Linked DNA regions of Danio rerio: region 2 is linked to region 1. A link is a contact called in public Micro-C data. All regions are on one chromosome and are shown on one strand. Each heading gives the region's core, a stretch centred on a gene start, on an enhancer-like site or on the middle of the called end of the contact. The rest is flanking DNA. Distances are from core to core; before and after follow the strand shown.

Region 1 (4,188 bases), core at 225-2,724:
CATTACCTCAAAATCACATAATCTGATTTAACTGGACAACAAACAGGAAGTGCCTTTACAGATTTCAATTAAAGATTAGAAGGGCAAACATTTTTTTTCTTCTTAATGACACACACAGATGAATTGTCCACCCCAAAACTGTCATTGTGAGCTAACAAAATCATATGGTTAGTTTTGATTTCTTGGGGACTTTAAGTCTGGATTATAGTTGACCAGGAGCTACAGAATTGTATTTAATCGCTGTATTTATACGATTTATGCAAAAAAAATAGAAATTAAAAATAAATAAATAAATAATAATAATAATAATAATAATAATAATGTTTTGCTTGTCCTTGTTTCTAGTCAAATATCTACATTTCAAAGCAAAAACAAGACTGTTTAACTTATCCCACTGGCAGATAATTGGGAAAAGCTATAATTTTGCCTTTTCTCATGTACAAAACAATATTTTTACTTGATCTAAGAATTTTGTTAAGATTTGGACTAGAACTGACACAAAGCAAAGTAAGAAAAGCTTTTTTTCATTGCGATCAATCAATTTCTGTACCTGAATACTGTTAACTCCCTAAAAAAATGTCAAATAGTGCTATTTAACTATCTTGTGAAACTGTATTTACATTGTAATATTTATCCCAGAAAAATAAAAATGTCGCACACAACATCAGATTTTTTCCAATATTTGCAGCGCTAAATAAACTCAAACAAAATTATTGTAATGGGTTACAGAAAATGTTTTAGTTCGCAAGCAAACATTATATCAGCACCTAACTTCAACATGCTTCATAGTGTCACTATCCTCTCATTTGATCGTACAATATTTGCTTATGACTGACTTCACGAAACCATTTGCTGTGTTTTTAAACAAATATAACAGGTTTCTCATTTTCATAAAGTCATGAAGTGCAGATCGGCGTGTATATGTGTGTGTGCGTGTGTGTGTAAGGTGATACGTGTTCATCAAGGGTTGGTTTGTTGTTCTGCTTCACTAGCCGCTGTGTTGTGTGATGTTGATGAAGCTCTTGACTGGCTCTGTGGTTTTTATGATGCTGTTTTTGTTTGACCAGCCCTGCTTGGCCTCCTGCTTTCAGACGATGTGCAGTTATTTAGCCACTCGGCTGAGATTCTCTCAAACACAAACACACGCAACACTCACACATATATAATATATATATATAAAATCTTCGTCTCGCTCTTAAACACACTGACACACTCATAATAACAGTGTCAAAGAACAAACCTAACAAAAAAAAAAACAGGACTGGCCTGACTTTTTATCTAGAGTCTTGGTAAGCACAGATCCCACGTGTTGTTTGTTAGCATTTCTTTGCGTTAAGTATGGTAGCTTTTACCTTCTGTAGGCGAATGGCTGCAGACTAGAGACCTCTTTTGAGTGTTTTAGTTGCTGTAGTGTGTTGTAATGCAAATACTGTATGACACTTTTGCCCACAGTGGATCTGCTGATTATCTGCCATTAAAAGAACTGAAACTGTTTTGTTTGGTGCTCTGACTGTGAATGTATTTGTGTACATCTACATGTGTTTGGCCTGCTGTTTTGTGCTTCTGTTTTAATGATAAAAAAGTCAGTGAAATATAGCTTATAGGGCTGGAACTGATGATTATTTTCAGAATCGATTAATCATGCATTTTTAAAGTAATCGATTAAAGGAAATTTGAACAGTTTATTATTTTTTATATTTGCTTGTTTCAATTTGAATTCACAGTGTTGGTGTTACAAACATGAACCCGATTTATGTCAGTGACTACCAGCATTTTGAGGAAAGCATTAGTTACACCAAAAGTGGCTTTATGTGGATTGTATGTTTTAAAGATATGGCATTTAAAAAAAAAATCTAAATTCATTATTTACTCTGCCTCACATGGTTTTAAACCTTTAGCATTTTTTTCTTCTGATGAACACAAAAGAAGATATTTTTTAAAATGCTGATTGTACACATCGACTTCTATAGTAGGAAAAAAATTATTGTTAAAGTCAATGGATTATTCATGGTTTTAAACAAGTGAAGGGTGAGTAAATGATGACAGAATTTCCTTTTTTTTTGGTGAACAATTTTTTCTTTAGGCATTATTTTGTATGTGAACAACAAATTACTTATTAAACTGATTAAATAAAGACAATTTTGCTATATTTATGTAGTTTTGAAGGATTTATCGGGCAGTTTAGAGTGGTATAGTATGGTACAGGTTGGCACGGATCACCTATATCAGGCTTGCGTTTCCACTGCCAATAGGGTACCAATGGTGTACGACAGAAAGTTGCAGTTGACATCATTCTCGCTCAAGAAAATGTAAAACTGTACGGGTCGTTTACATATGAGGAGCGCTTCTCACAAAACAGAGGCTTTATACACATAAATACTTGTGTATAAATGTTCATTACTAACCTTCCTATAGACATGATTTGATTTTAATTGCAGATTAAGGATACGGCAAAATAGCCTACTGTAATGTCGGCAACTCTAATGAATAAATAAATAAATAAATGCAATATATGAACACAAACAGCCCCTTGCAGTCTCCGATATGTTACCATTTACAAAAAAACTACACACAGCAGACATTTAATCCTTATTTGGGTTTAAAAACAACCTGCAATATAGCCCACAGTAAGTGCAAACCTCTCATCTGTATCTTTAATCTTCACCAGCATGTCACTTCTGTTAAAAAGTATTTCCGAGTTCATAATAGTCCAAAAGGCGATGATAATAATAATTATACATGGCTGTCTGTTCATCTTTTAGGTTGCTCAAAGAATCATTTTCTTCTTTCTCATGGCTTGTATATGTACTAGTGAAGCTTCTCTGTAAACCAATAGCATTCAGCTGCTTGTCTAGCTTTACTTTTTGGTACCTTTTTGTCGTGCTAGGTACCCTTATATTGATATATAAAGACTAGAAATGAGACAAAGCATTAAAAGCAAAGTAAGAAATTTTTTTTTTTGAATTGTGATTATTTAATGTGTTAACCTGAATACTCTTAAACTCCCCAATCTATTTCCTAAAATAAAAGAAGAATAAAATATCAGATTATCAGATTTTTCTATATCGTGCAGTGGCTTAAGGGTAGTCATTATTTTTGGCTGCAAACAAACTTATTGTAATGGGTTACAGAAAACGTTTTCGTTCGCAAACAAGTGAAGGGTGAGTAAAGTATGACAAAAGTATTTTTTTCTTTAAGCACTATTTTGTATGTGAACAACAAATTACTTATTAAACTTATTAAATAAAGACAGTTATACAACATGTATGTCATTTTGAAGCATTTATGTGGATGCACACATTCCCATGTATAAGGCTGCTGTCATTTTTAAACCTAAATCACAGATGTCTTTCAGCAGTTAAACATTAGATATAATCGACTGTGTTTATATAAACACTCTAAGACGGGTATTTCAACAGCATGTATTGGACAGAAATAAGCCGCAAATGTAACTGAATTGAGCACATGCTGGGAGAGAGAAGTGTCTTTGTACGTTAGAGTGTGTTTGTGTGTGTGTGTGTGTGTATGTGTGTGTGTGTGTGTGTCTTTTCATGAGAAATGTTTTTATTAATCAAAATTATTTTTCACCGTTTTAAAATATTTGTTGAAAACAGTGATTGATATTGTATACTTGTAAGTAGTCAAGATCCACATAGTTACATGCATATCAAGTGTGTTTCCTGTGAGCACTTGCGATCAGATTTCAAGCTTAGAGTCTCTGATTTCATGACTATGTACAGTGAATACATCAGAGCGAGCGAAAGCAGCCATTACTCCAGTCTTCAGTGCCACATAATCGTTCACACTTCATCCTAATATGCTGATTTGCTGCTTGTGACACATTTTGTGTTATCAGCAGTGTGTGTTGCTGCTTTGTATTTTGCTGGAAACTGATAAAATAAACAGCTTTTGTATGTTTACAGTTTTATTTCTTTCATAAATTGAAGGATTAAAAGCACAGGGTTTATTTAAAAATACATAATCTTTTGTAGATATTTAGGAGCTTTTACTGCCACTTTTGATCAATTTACACAAATCCTGGCAGAATAAACATATTCTTTATTTAAAGGGGACTTATTATGCCCCTTTTTACAAGTTGTGAAATAAGTCTATAATGTCTCTAGAGTGTTTATTTAAAGTTTCAGTTCAAAATATAACACATTTGTTTTAGAGCTCTTTAAAAGAGAT
Region 2 (4,811 bases), core at 1,515-4,014, 140 kb before region 1:
AATTTTAAAAACTGTCCCTTAATTTTTGTTAACTGTCCCTTTAAATCAGTAAACTGGGACAGGCTGATGTTCTCCGTTCTATCACTAGGTGGCAGTGTAACACAATCTGAGTGTCCTTTAATGGCACAATGCACCCAGTAACCCCATATATTTTATTACAAGCTCTCTCCCTCACAGACACACTGATATTTTTCACTCTTTCAGCACTCTTCATTGATTTTTCAGGACTGAATTTCATCCACACTTAATTGCATCTTAACAGCAACATTGTGTACTGTAAGAACGTGTATACAGTACTGTAATGTGTCATTTTACAGTACTGTAATGTGTCATTTTACAGCAAAAACTGTAGAGACTAAAAGTCTACAACAGATACAATAAAGTACCAAGTCATGCTATGATTTCAGTGCAGATAAAGAGTGTTGAGATCGACATATTGTTTCTGATTCAGTGTAGTTCTCTGAAATGACACTATACGTGATTCAAGTCACTCACTTGTCTCTGTTGCTCAAGATCAGCTTTGTTACCAACTAGAATCATGGGAAATTCATCTCGGTCCTTCACTCTCAAGATCTGCCGTTGAAACTTGTAGATCTCTTCAAAACTGAGGAAAACAAGGTGATACACAGCCATTAAAAACTGCTTGAAAATGGCTGTAATTGCTCTAACTAATTATTAGACTAATTGTAATTGCTCTAACTAATTAAAAAAATACTGTATATATAGTTGAAGTCAGAATAATTAGCCCCCCTGTACATTTTTTCCCCAATTTCTGTTTAACAGAGAAAATATTTTTTTCAACACATTGCTAAACAAAATAGTTATACTAAACAAAATAACTCATCTCTAATAACTGAATTAATTAATATTTGCCATCATGAAAGTAAATAATATTTTACTAGATATTTTTCAAGACACTTTTATACAGCTTAGTGACATTCTTATCTAGGTTAATTAGGTTAGGTAGGCATGGTTAGGGTAATTAGGCAAGTTATTGTATAATGATGGTTTGTTCTGTAGACTATCAAAAAGAAATATAACTTAAAGGGGCGAATTATATTGACCTTAAAATGTTTTTTTTATTATTAAAAACTGCTTTTATTCTAGCCAAAATAAAACAAATAGGACTTTCTCCAGAAGAAAAAAATATTATCAGACATACTGTGAAAATTTCCTTGCTCTGTTAAACATCATTTGATATCAATATATTCTGCAATGAAAACACACACACAAAGCGGAGCTCTTTTTCTAAACTAACCCTAAAGCAAGAAAAGTCTAGCAAGGACTGCAAAATTGGCTATATGGAAAACAAGGGACAATAAAGGCCTAGGGTTGACAGAACCTGATCCTTAAGTATTGTTTTTGTGTTTGATTGCAGCAAGAATAAGAATAGAACTGGTCTCTAAATATAATGTTGATGTATTGAGTAAGGAATAAAGTAAATTCAGGCAGTTTTGTTCCCGCAGAATAAATCCAGACAGGCTTATCATTCAGGCTTTATAATGGTAAATAAACGGGCTCAATGATGGACTGACAAAAAAAAAAAAAAAAACATGGCATATTTCTGTGGCTGCAGATTTCACATGGGCCTAGTTATTAGTTTCAGCAGAAATATCTCAGAATAACATAATTTAGAATGTCAGAACTGACGAATGTAATCATTTTTAATGGCATTTGAGTGTATTTTGGATATGCTTAAATCAGGAATGTATTTTAACAAAAAAAGAAACTAAAATGATTTTAAACCACCTCTTAATTCAATGTATTTTATTTTTTTATAAAAAGAAATTAATATTTACTTTTGTATTTTTTATTAAATTTATTTAGTTTTTGCATTTTATTTTAAAATGTTTTTATGTTTTTTTATTCAATTAAATTAAATTAATTTTCAATAATTAATCATTTTTTTATTAAAATCACATTTTTAATATTGTATGTACTTAATTTTTTTATTTTATTTATTTTATTTTTAAACATTTTAAAATATATAATTTTTTAAAATGTTTTATTATTAAACTGAATTCATTTTAATTTAATTAATTTTTATTAAATTCAATTTAATAGAGCTTTATTGGCAAGACTTGTGTTTGTGTCTCACTCTCTTTCTGTTCTGGCCCACAGAGCAGCATCACAGTACACAGGATGACACAAGGTCACCCAGTTCTCATGCCGTTACTATAAACTTTCCAGTAATGCTGTCAGATGACTGAAAGCCATCATAGAGAAAGAGAGAGAGAGAGAGAGAGAGAGAGAGAGAGAGAGAGACAGAGTGTGTGTGTGTGTGTGTGTGTAAACTGGGAAGAAAAGGACACTGATATGAGCTCTCTGTTGATTCTAACAGTTCGAGCCGTTTAAATGTCATTCAGGAGGAAATGCTTGTCATGGACTCTGGAGAGTGTGCTCTGAGAGGTCTGTGCCATCCGTAATGTAAACGGAGGAAGGAAAGTCTGTTTACAGCATAAACACAAACTGGGACAGACCGAGAGGGCACAAACACTCCCACAACGACCAAATACACACTGCTCTGCAATGTGCGTGAGATCTATTTACTGTAACTGCAGACAAAACCCTGAGGTGTAATTAAGCATCATCTCTAATTTTACAGCTACAGACGGCGATGTGACTGAGTAAAGGGAGGTGGTTTGATGTGAATTAAAAACGGCAAGCCTGAAACTGAATGAAAGTGAAACTGAGACAGGCCGTGTGGAGGGAAAGGGGAAGAAGGAGAGAAAGTTGAGAGAGAAAGCGTGAGTGGAACGTTTGCTCACCTTCCCCGGTCGGTGACAGAGAAGACCAGAAGGAAACCCTCCCCTGTCCTCATGTATTGTTCTCTCATGGCTCCGAACTCTTCCTGTCCTGCTGTATCCAGGACTAACAAACACAAAACCACCATGTTAGCATTTAGTCACATTAGCACTGTAGCTTTGATCATCAATAATAGCTCCATAGCTGTGCTCTGTCTTGTATTTTTGGCAGTTTTGAACTGACTAGAGTATTTACTGACATGTAAGAATCTTAAATAGAGAGTAAATAATAATCGTATGAAGAGACCAAAGTTTGCTTCCTTTTTTAACCGCTGTCTTAAATGATGCCTGCAATACTGTGAGTTAGTGGCCTATTCTGTTATCAAAGACTTGTTCACATTAAAGTCAGCATGAATTACAAATTCATATTATTTTGTACTGTGCTGTTTTAAGAAATAATGTCAAAATGCTTTTTTTATGGTGGCCGAGAGAGTTTATTGATCTGCAATTTAGGAAAGTGTATGCAATTACAAAAAACACCAGCAAAATAAGAAACTGTTTGCTCTAGTAGAGAAAAATAAGTGTTTTATTTCTGAATATTTTAAAATTAATTTGAAAAAATGTTTAAGGTAATATCTTTTCAGTTCCTTTTTTAAATAACTCTCAATGCATTTTAACAGTAAGAAGCTATGATACAGATTATTGAGCTGACACTTGACTACAAAAATAAATTGCAAATCAAATCGAAAAAAAAAAAAAAAAAAAAAAAAATCGCAATATCTATCAAAAAATAATAATAAAAATAAAAATCGCAATCAGATATTTTCCCCAAATCGCCATAGCTGTGCGTTTTCCTCTCAATAACAAAATAAACTCACGTACAAAAAAGAGCTGAGAAAACAGCATTATCTACATAATATAATAATAATAAGAAGAAGAATTATTTCATGAGCAGCAAATCTATATAAGATAAGAAATATTTCTGAATGATCATTTGACACTTAATACTGAAATAATGACCATCACAGGAATGAATTATTGACCTTATGCTTCACGTAAGAGCTGGCCCTTAAAATCTTTTTGTCTTCAGACTTTCGATCTCATTCACTTCCATTGATTTGTAGATGTTAAAAATAGCTCATTATGCTGCTTGATGTTGCAACCTGACATTTTCCTGATATACTATTCTGCTTTTAATGTATAATCATGAATAAACTTGTTTGTGGAGGAAGTAGTTAGACTGTTTTCTGCCGTTTGTTATTCCTAGTCATTTCTCCCATAGCTACTGAATCGGAAGTTCTAAAACAAGTGCAAAAACAAGCGCACTTCTACATTGTAGAATAATCCTAAGATTTATTTAAGAATCAGACTCCTTCGTCCATCAGCAGTGTACTTACTATCCAGCCGTGCAGGCCTCTCGTCAATCACACACTGCTTTGTGTACGAGTCTTCAATCGTGGGGTCATAGTCAGTGACGAAGTATGACTACACAAAAACAGAAAGAAAACAACATAAGGAACTTCAAAATAAAATATACAGTTCAGGCATAACATCACATCCAAATTTTTTGTTAGGATTACATCTGGTCACCATAAAACAACCTCATCAGATTTTGATGCTTTAGACCAGGGCTGCTCAACCCTGTTCCTGGAGAGCTACCTTCCTATAGAGTTCAGCTCCAACCCTGATCAAACACACCTGAATCAATTAATTAGGACCTAAACAGCACTTGATTATTACAGGCAGGTGTGTTTGATATTGGTTGCAAATGAAATCTTTAGGAAGGTAGATCTTGACATCCATTTGAATGTGGTCTTGTCATTGGCCCATCAACATTTTCTGCTCGTTATCATACTATTTCATAACTGTAACAAGAGGCAATTTAATCATAACTTAATGTTAAATCAGCTATCATAACATTATTTATCGATATGCAGCTCTTTTTGCATTTTCTGAATCTATAAAATGTTCTTAAAACAGCATGTTTGTAATGAAGAAAAGACGTAAAATCGCTGTGTAATTCATAACTGCTGGAATCACCACAGCTGCATAATGTAAGTACAACTA

Evidence for each region. Hi-C and Micro-C count contacts between places; a contact is called where the count stands out from the background.
Region 2: a Micro-C map of caudal fin shows a contact between it and region 1, with 2.5 times the contacts expected there. The contact joins two enhancer-like sites. A contact is called at or near these places in 3 of 18 Hi-C or Micro-C datasets (caudal fin, hematopoietic stem cells and an unstated tissue).

The regions. Positions count from the first base shown.
Region 1 is chr7:27,757,432-27,761,619 of GRCz12tu, reverse strand. The region is part of intron 1 of pde3b (phosphodiesterase 3B); the gene reads left to right. Among named protein-coding and RNA genes, the nearest start is that of cyp2r1, 44 kb to the right of the region's middle. Within about 2 kb of position 1,474, at least 7 of the 62 cell types and tissues checked have an H3K27ac peak or open chromatin away from gene starts, as enhancers often do. A contact at or near this core is called in caudal fin, where this site is marked.
Region 2 is chr7:27,901,689-27,906,499 of GRCz12tu, reverse strand. rras2 (RAS related 2) reads right to left here. Exons shown (of 6, transcript NM_001017815.1): 2 at 4,142-4,229; 3 at 2,769-2,871; 4 at 496-604. Among named protein-coding and RNA genes, the nearest start is that of tub, 18 kb to the left of the region's middle. Within about 2 kb of position 2,764, at least 21 of the 62 cell types and tissues checked have an H3K27ac peak or open chromatin away from gene starts, as enhancers often do. A contact at or near this core is called in caudal fin, where this site is marked.